Regions from separate parts of the Aphis gossypii genome. Here region 1 is linked to region 2. Evidence: chromatin contacts called from public Hi-C data. All regions are on one chromosome and are shown on one strand. Each heading gives the region's core, a stretch centred on a gene start, on an enhancer-like site or on the middle of the called end of the contact. The rest is flanking DNA. Distances are from core to core; before and after follow the strand shown. Region 1 holds the start of LOC114125612. Region 2 holds the start of LOC114125581 (4'-phosphopantetheine phosphatase).

The links. A called contact is a pair of places that touch in the nucleus more often than the background predicts.
Region 1: a contact with region 2 is called in a Hi-C map of whole body, with 3 times the contacts expected there. The contact joins the promoter of LOC114125612 here to the promoter of LOC114125581 in region 2. A contact is called at or near these places in 2 of 2 Hi-C or Micro-C datasets (both in whole body).

Annotation. Positions count from the first base shown.
Region 1 is chr3:12,139,313-12,144,310 of ASM2018417v2, forward strand. It overlaps LOC114125612, which reads right to left and starts at 1,376. Exons shown (of 9, transcript XM_027989349.2): 1 at 1,146-1,376; 2 at 905-1,059; 3 at 641-828; 4 at 321-530. The coding sequence starts at 1,010. LOC126551405 (a long non-coding RNA gene) reads left to right here and starts at 1,674. Exons shown (of 2, transcript XR_007605303.1): 1 at 1,674-1,834.
Region 2 is chr3:11,967,847-11,972,766 of ASM2018417v2, forward strand. LOC114125581 (4'-phosphopantetheine phosphatase) reads right to left here and starts at 1,910. Exons shown (of 12, transcript XM_050204553.1): 1 at 1,680-1,910; 2 at 348-451; 3 at 73-275; 4 at 1-5. The coding sequence starts at 1,827.

The sequences.
Region 1 (4,998 bases), core at 126-2,625, 170 kb after region 2:
TCATAAAAAAACTTGTTTGTGTTATTGCATGTCGGACAAGTAGTAAATGGAGTAGTTTATTTCTGCTAACTGAACGGTACTGCAAAATTTGACTGGTTATAATATTCACAAATAGATGTGTTTATATTAGTTTTGTTGTTATCTCAGTATAATATTAATAGAATAAGAGATATATGGTATTTCAAAACAATTTATTTTTATTTGGACAAGTGGTATTTATTATATGTAAGTTTAATGTTAACAAAACACTAACACCGATACCGATTAAGGATTAAATAAACACATAGTATAAATGGGTACAATCTTATAATATACTTTACTTTTAATTTATTCTCAAGAGTTAATGTAGTTTCTTTCAATTGAGTTTGAAGTTGAAGGATTTCTGATTTTAAACTATCAACATATTCATTGTCTAGAGAATTTGTAAAAGTGCATGAGTTAAGTTTATGTCGACGGAAACAATGATATTTCAAATAAGAATTATCCATGAACATCTTTCCACATAACTCACAAAGTGCCATTGAATCTACCTAGATAGATAAATATTTATTTATTATTTATAAGTATTAATAATTTTTTTTAATAATTTAATTAAAAGTTATTGATGTCAATCTTCTTAAAATTAAAACGGTATACATACTTTTTCATTGAACTTAAAAGTTGAATGGTTTTTGTAATGTAACAAAAAGTCTATTATCAATTGTGAAAGACGAAAAATTTTTTTAGACACACTCATTTTTTCAATATTGTAACTAAGAACACTGGCTACAAGCTTTGACAAACTCTTTACATCAGCGTTATCAACTATATCACCAATGACAAATTCTTCTACACAGATCAATTCAAAGAAAAAACAATATTAAGATATTATATAATATATACCTATGTATTGTATGAAAATTACCTAAATATTCCCAATCAACCGATCCATTATATTGATTGAATCGAAACCCAGTATTAGATGCTATGTGTTCAAAATCTGAAGTCACAAGTCGCAAAAAATCATCCATAGTTAAGTTATCGATACAACGTTGTACTTATAAGGTGGAATCTCTTTACCTATTAAAAAACATCAACATTTACATCATTGGTTAGTTATACATGATAACACGTAAAACAAGCAATCGTGAAATCGAATTACCTACTTAGTTACAGAGATTTAAGCCAACAACGGTCTGTATAATTGTGTAATTATAATTAAAAAACGGACGAATCAAATTCTGTAAAATAACTCATCGTGTTTAGGATTTCTGATCTAAGCTTGTAGCTTATAAAAATTAAAAAGTCATTTTTTTAAAAAGTAACATTGTTCAATGTACATTCTTCAACTCAATGAATCAGCCATAAATTATGATATAATAAACGATTCAACAGTAATTAATTGAGTTCGGTAAAAAAATTTTAAACCAAACAATCGTTGTTATCACTGATTCACTTTCACTCAACGAGTAGCGAACGAATGATAACGTTAAAAATTAAAAAATGATTAAAAATTTGAAATGAGAAATACGGTATCCAAATGTTTGGTATGAGTGGTATGACTGTTATGCCAAATGCTGAAATGCCTCCAATACACATGCTGTCATGCGGTTAAAAAAAAAAAATAGACTCCTGAGGAGAGCGACTTACACTGAGACTGAATTAAGACCAAAGTACAAACCACTTTCACAAAATATCCAATACTCAATAGTCATTATAGAGATTTTATCGTTAGGGTCGCAGCGTCAGTCGATGAAGACGTATCACACAGCGTAGGGGCTCCAGTTTTTTTAACCGTGTTTACCATCTGTAAAGAATATTTCAATTCGATTTCATACCAAATTCATCGGAAAAAGTAAGTGAATTTTATGCTGTATTGTTTACATTTATCAGCAGACCGAAGAACTAGCATAACGTTTTCCGTTTTTTATTTAGTATTGTGTTTATATGTACATAATAATGTGGTCCGGTCAACGTTTTCGCGGTCACGGCGGTGCTATTTTTTTAATAATAATAACAAAAACCGGTTTAATATTATGCGATACTTACATTTAATGATATTAAAAAAAGTATACAAAAAAATTTATATTTCGAATACCCAACCCAAATTTACCGGTTTTCAAAGTGCAATACCTGTTAAAAAAGATGATTTATCAGCCTAGGATATAATTCCCAGTGGTTGATGAAAAAGGTGATTTACCTATGTTTTAATGACCTGAATACCTACACCAAAATTTAAGTTCTTTTATAATTATTGTAAGCCAAACTTATGGAAAATCTTGCATTACATTTTCAACTCTTAGCTACTTATACAAACAACTTTATGAATTATACTTAAAAAATAATTTGCAAATATTCACGATTTTGACGAATTGTTGTCAATATTTGAACTTCAAATGCTAATAATAAAAAACTGTGCTTATGTATTCTTATAATTTTTTAATCGCTATAAGAATAACTTATAAGGAACTTTGTATTAAATTTTCTAGTATTTTGACTCGGCTAAAAAAATTTTATCGATATTTATATAAAAAAAAAACTAAACAAAAACGAATACCTACTTCAAATGTATATAAATAAGCGAAATAATTAAAAAATGAAATCATATAAAGAAAATGCTAATCTAAATAACTGGTGACATTTTCAAGTATATCTACGACTTATACTTTTTGAATTATAATAAATAGGTATTTAAATTCGTTTGAAGATAAATCGTTATCGTTAGGTACGCGATTTCGTAAACATTTAAAATTCAAACGCACATAACATTTTTCCTATTTTAATGTTTAGAGATTTCTCTACAGCTATTTGAAAGAAAATTATTTATGAAAAACTTAGTGTTGAATTATTTAACCTTAAATAAAATACAAACAATTTTATAATTTTTCAACTACAAAATTACTTGCAAATTTTCGTGATTTTGATACATTTCGTAAAAATTTGCAGTAAAAACGCTTATAAAAAAAATTACGACTAACAATTTTTAATTTTTTTTAGCTACAGTAAGAACAACTCATAAGGAACCTTGTATTAAATTTTCAAGTTTTTTTGGACGCCCAACATTTTTTTATCGACACTTCAAAAAAATAATCCTTAGAAAAATCGAAAATTTCAATTGCCTATAAATAGCTCAAAAAATATCAAAATATTTTGAAATGTTAACTATATATAGATAACTAGAGTTAGGATGTTGATGACTTTTCATTTTTTTTCCTTTCATTTTATACAATGCTATCTTAGCTAAAAATTTGGTTCATGCTCCCTTGATGCATAATATTCTAATTTTATTTTGCATTTTTTGCTTTTTTGTTCATTTTTAACTATAAATGCATTTTTTTATTTTTTACGTCATTTTTAAGTCATTTTTGTAGTTTTTATTCATGGGGGGGGGAATTTTTATCAAATTTTTTATTTTAAAGAAAATGTATTTTTAATGTAACATTAAAAAAAAAATTTTAATATTATTATTTTTATTTTTTTATTTATATTTTATTTTTTAATAATTATTAATAATTTTAAATAATCCTTAAAATATAAATGTATACTATTGTTTATTAATATTATAATTCATATTTTAAATTACTATCACACCCATACCTCTTGTAAAAATTATTATTTTTAAATACATTTTTTCACCTATTTAATTAGATATTTTAGATGATTTTTAATTTCAGTTTTTGAAGTTGTTAAGGCAATTTTGTGTGTATTTTAGGTCATCAACATCCTAACTATAAATAACATTAATATAAACATTTGGTGAAAAATTCAAGTATTTACAGTAATTAGTTTTTGAATTATAAGTTACAACTTACAACCATATAAAAAACTCGATTTGGTGGAAACTGGTTTTGCGTAAAAATTCCCGTTTTTCCGTCACTTTTTTTTGAAAACTATTGGAAAATATTTACTTTTGATCTCTATAATGCACCAAAGATATTATCATCGGAAAACCACCTCTGAAGTTTGAAATTTAAGCATTATTTCGACAAGTTAAGCTGTGTACACACACAAAAAAAAACATCATTGTAAAATCAATACATTCATCACTTCGTTCAGAATCTAATTTTTTTTTTTGCGAGCGTCTGAACATTAATTAAATAATTAAATTATAATATAGCCGTGAATCTTCATGTATTATTAGGATTAGAAACGTCGGGGATTTAATATGTTTATAACTTAAATGCCTATTATTTATTATAATTGTGCACTTCTAGACAAGGCAGGCCAAATTATAAATCCCTTTGATATAATGTAGAGGTTTAGGAAGAAAGCTTAGGTTAAATTTTTACCTTATTTTGTATGTGTTGTTATTTGAATTATCACACTATTTGTTAAGGATAATTTTAAAGATACTTGAAATACCTTACAAAAAAAGAAGACTATGCAAAAGAGTTAGTTACTAAGGGTAATAATCGAAGTAATAATATTACCTATCTAATTTGAATCAAGTATTAAAATCATAAACTGATTAGTTAATAGGGCTATGGTTAAAATTGAGAAGAATTTGATAAGTATAATAATTTTGTAGGTAATATATTAGTAGTTAAGGTAATAGAAATTTTAAAGAAAAAATATTTAACTTGTTGAACATTAAATTCTAAATACATATTTCCTCGCATATTTCTTATTTGATAATCTCAGCTTTTATCTAAGATTATCCTCAGAAGATTATTCTGAGCTATTTGTTTATTTACAGTAGTTGAGTGTATTTAAATGCAGTCTATATTAAAAAAAATATTGCTATTTAGATAGTTTGGTAAAATAAACAATTTTTCTATGTTTAAAAATAAGGAACTACCTACTTGATAACCATAACCAAATTAATTAAATTTATTAAATATGTATAGTGTATACTTAAACTAATAAAAATAATTCAATTTTTTTATTTCATATTTGACTGCGTAATTGTCTTTAAATAAATTAGATTCCCCTTTTTAGATCATAAACATTCTAATCAATCAATCTATTAACCCTACTCTTGATATAATATAATTAATATCTAAAGAACAATTTTCATAT
Region 2 (4,920 bases), core at 660-3,159:
CTACTCTGAAATGTTCATAAGATAATGTTAGCATAAATCAAAATATATTTAACAAGTAATAACTATACACACTTTAATCCCAATTTGTCTTGAATGAGTTTGCTATACTTGTATGCCCCACCTCCTGTAGCTTTAATGCTTTTTCCTTTTCGTTCATCACTGTTAACTAAGTTGTCACCAATGAAATCCAAACAGTTTTCAATATATTTTGTTTCAAACTTGACAAAATGTAACCTTGCTTGTTCAGAATATGTGTAAACAAACTTATCATGTTTCTAAACAATATAAGTGTGAATATTTAATTTAATTAATATATAATAAAGTTAATTATTTACAATATATCATACGTCATCCTTGTTTTTCTCATCATTTTTGTCTATGTTATCGGTTGCATAATAAACTCGTCTAAATGATACTGTTGAGTAATATGCTATTTTTGTAAGCGAACCGCCTATAACAACAATAGTATATACATATTAATTCAAAACTAATATTCATAATATGATTAAATATTTAAATTAAATAAATTGTTTTATTAATAATGGTAAGAATGTAAGATTGCATATATTATAGTAATTTTTAAAAACATAATTAGCACTGTCAAACAAATTGATAATAACTGAAATGTAATAAGGAGATTACAGTCTCTAAAGAATAATTTGGGTAAAAATAAACAGTTTAAAACTATCCATGAATATAAGATTTAAAGTATGAATAGTACAAATCTATCAAAATGGTTTATAGCTCTATATTAATAAATTTGTTATTGTTTATAGTTGTATACTTTAAATCCAATATAAAATGATATGGTATATTATAATATGGATATTTTAGCTTGTATATTAACATTATTCTAAAATAGGTTAATAAGGCTTGTAAAATAGGAGATTTCCACTTAAAACTAAACATATACAACATTGCAACAGATGGTCAATAAATTATTTTTTGATTTTAATGTAATAAAATACAATATGAAATATTATATTAAGTAGTTACTCTTTTTCTTTATACAGATTATGTAGAAATATTAATTATAAATATTAAATATTGAGTTAAGAGTGTCAACATACCACTAATTAAAGTACTGATATTTAAGATTTATTTTAATAATTGGTTCAATTAAATATACATTAATTATTTTAATAATTTATTAATAATTTTAATACCTAATTATTTTAAAGTATTTAATTAACCAATATGTGTTTAAAAAAATAATTTTATTTGGTAGCTTAGGTTTTTGAGATAAAATATTAATGATTAGTTATTTACTGTAGGTTTTTAAAAAAAAATTTAAAGAATATACTCAACACTTGAGTATGTTTGATATAGCTACTTATATAATACTTTTGAACACAAAAATGAATACATTTATTGGTTGAAATATTTAAATTAGGCTTATATAAGACCATGATTCTACAAAATTGGTTTAATAATATAATAAAATTATTTTTACTTATTTAAAAAACTTCAATAACTAATAAGTTAATAATGTAAAAATGCCCTTAAAAATGGAATACTTTGGTAATATGTATACATAAATAAATTGCTTTGATTACTAAGTAACAAATGAAAACTAACAATAATATGCACATTTTAGAAAAATGAATATGTTTTGGAAAAATTTAGCTGTAAACAGAAAATCAATATTTGTTTTAGATACTATTGATTGTATAACATACCAATATCAATTGCAAACTGTTTTGCATTTTTCAAATTCCTGAAGACTTCCAAAGTATCAGGAAGCTTTATGCTATTTGGATTTTCTTTTTCTTCCATTGTTATATTCACTAAATTATTTGAGGACATTAAAATTGAGTAAAAGCACATAACTTATAAATATTTTTAAAATATTAATTTTCACCAAATTAAAACAATTTAAACGAGTACTTTAAAAAAACAATTTTAACAGTACATTAGTACATACCAGTTTGAACTTGTTTTTTTTTTCTCAGACGTGGTGAAATCGTTAACTAAAGTAGTTACGGAGAAACGGACTACGATGAATTGACAAAATGTTAAGTGAACATCCAATTTATTACATCACATTATAGACATTATTATTTAAATATTATTAATTATTATCATCGAGTGTTCGAGTAAAGATATCGTTTAGAGAGCACGTTTATTATAGATAATACTATCTTAGTTCGTAATAATATTTTATTATAAACAGGTTACAACTCGTTGCGGTATATTTTTTCATTGGTCGGCTGCGGTAAGGTCGTGTTTGTCCACTTTGTAGGTCACAGATCGCGCCACCGGGATATAGCCCGTCAATAATAATATTTATCATGCATAACATTATACCTACGAGTCGTGATGAGTATTATTCTTCTATTTTTTGTTTCTAACGTTTAGAGCATATTACAGATAAAAAACATAATATAGTTATAGTTATTAAAATTATTATATATTTTTTTTTATCTATGCGCGTGAGTGCTAAAAGTTTCTTTTTTAAACGGAATAAACCGACAACGTTTTTGTTGTAAAAAACCGTAAAAACAATATTGTTTTACGTGAATTTGATGTGTGTGTGTTTTTTTTTGTCTTCAAAAAGACGGTATGTAATTATTTACTACTGATGTGTTCCACGCAGTTTTTTCATTATAATGGCCAAACAAAATACCGATAAAAGAACAAGTAATATTTTATAAATAATCAGAACCGTTTTAATAATGCCATATTATTTATTTATACAAGCCACAAGCAAAATATAACATATGCATTTTGTGTGTGTGTTTTTTTTTGTCTTCAAAAAGACGGTATGTAATTATTTACTACTGATGTGTTCCACGCAGTTTTTTCATTATAATGGCCAAACAAAATACCGATAAAAGAACAAGTAATATTTTATAAATAATCAGAACCGTTTTAATAATGCCATATTATTTATTTATACAAGCCACAAGCAAAATATAACATATGCATTTTGTGTGTGTGTTTTTTTTTTGTACTACTGAAAATGATCGTGTACCTGCCTAATTATAATTTTGAATGATGAAATAATAATATGCCCAAGTAATAACGTTCTATGTAATAATTACAATTTTATCATAACGAAAAAAATATAAATATACAATAGAAGGTTGGCAAAATACTAAATATTCCAACAAAAAAAAATTCTGTGCTTTTTAATACTCGGTCACTCAGGATTTACACTTTTTATAGCTTTTGGTAGTTTTTACTTATTAATAATTATTGTAGTAGTTGTTGTATACATTTATTATCATCCGTTTTAAGGCACGACCCGGAATGCGGAGGGCCCTTAGTTTAATAACAAATCATCGTATAAATTGAAAAACAAAAAGTTTTTAAATAAATCTTGAATGATAAATATATTTGAAATTAAATATTTAAATGTTATGAAACTATCGACAAGAAAAAAAAATTTCAGATTCTTCAGTTATTTGCTTTAATTTGGTACCTAAAAAATAAGACGAGTATTCACTGTTCGGATAGAACACTATCCTAATAAGCTACAGCCCTTATTAGCGAACGGAATTGCAGTGCACATTTTAAGACACACTATTCCGTACGTTTTGTACCTTAGTATTTAGTGCAATGTTGCCAAATTTTTATAAGTTTATTTATTATTATGTATTTGACTTGGTTGTAAGTACGTAACTATTATTGTAACATTTATACCGCATGCTCACGAAGCATGTAGAGAGGTGTTTTCAAATAATGAAATTTAAGTATGTCGATTTCATTTAGGCCAGTGTTGGTAGGTAGTGAAAAGAAATCAATATATTATAAATAAATATAAAAAATAAAATTATAATGTTTAACGGATTAACTTTACGGATAAATTCCGAACAGCATGTCAGCATAAACAAACGAAAACGAGTTAGGAAAGTGGTTAAAACTATTTTTCGGATTGTTATTCCTATCACCACATGAGATCGAAAATTGCGTTCGTTGAACTTGCATCTATATGTCAAATATAGATGTATAAGAATACAAGATACTTACATTATCTGACCATAACACATTGAATACATACGTAGACAGTGCCTGGTTTGTGTGAGCATGTGCAGCTGCCCCAGGCGGAAAATTTGTTAGAAAACAACAATTTTGAAGTTTCTAATTTATTTAGATGTTTAGGAAACATTGAAAAATGTAAACAAAAATAATAATAGTGATGTAGTATAACACCGCTTACCAAAGTGTTATTACATAGTCAGTGAGTGTTCGGCGTATTATTGGAAATACCGTATTATTATAATATGTATACAGCACTCAAGCCGACGCACTTCTATTTTCATTCAGATTATTTTCGAGTATAAGATAAATCGTATAAAATATGTTTACCGTTTACCTACAGCAGTACTCACCCGACACATTGAGCTTGTTGTATTCCCAGTATTGTAATCTTCGAATTATTAAATTTTATACTTTCAAATGATTTATTTGTACACTATCAAGCATTTTTTCTTTGTTACACTATCGCTTCGTAGTCACATTCTTGTCAAGACAATTTGACTAAAAATTAAACGGGCTTAGTGTTTTCTTATAAAGCTTTTATTTTAATCAATAAATTCACAATCATTTTTGCGACAAAAACTCAAAACCGTAGCACACAGCGGTGGCACGCGGCAATGTACGTCAAAATCGCAATAGTGTGGCTTGGTCTTAACTCTTTTTCAAAACACAGCATCACTTTATGCTCTGTCCTGTTAAGGCAAAAATTTAAAAAAAATGAACTACATAATTTATTCTAAAAGACCTAAAAATTAAAATTACCTAGGTATTTAAATTAAAAAACTAGCACAATTAAATACTTAATTAAAAAAAAAAAATTAAATATGTATAAAGTAGTAAATACTCGTAAATGATAAAAAAAAATTTAACATATTGCAATAATTATAGTTTATACAATGATGAAAAATATGTCACGGAAAATTTGTTAACCTGGCGGCT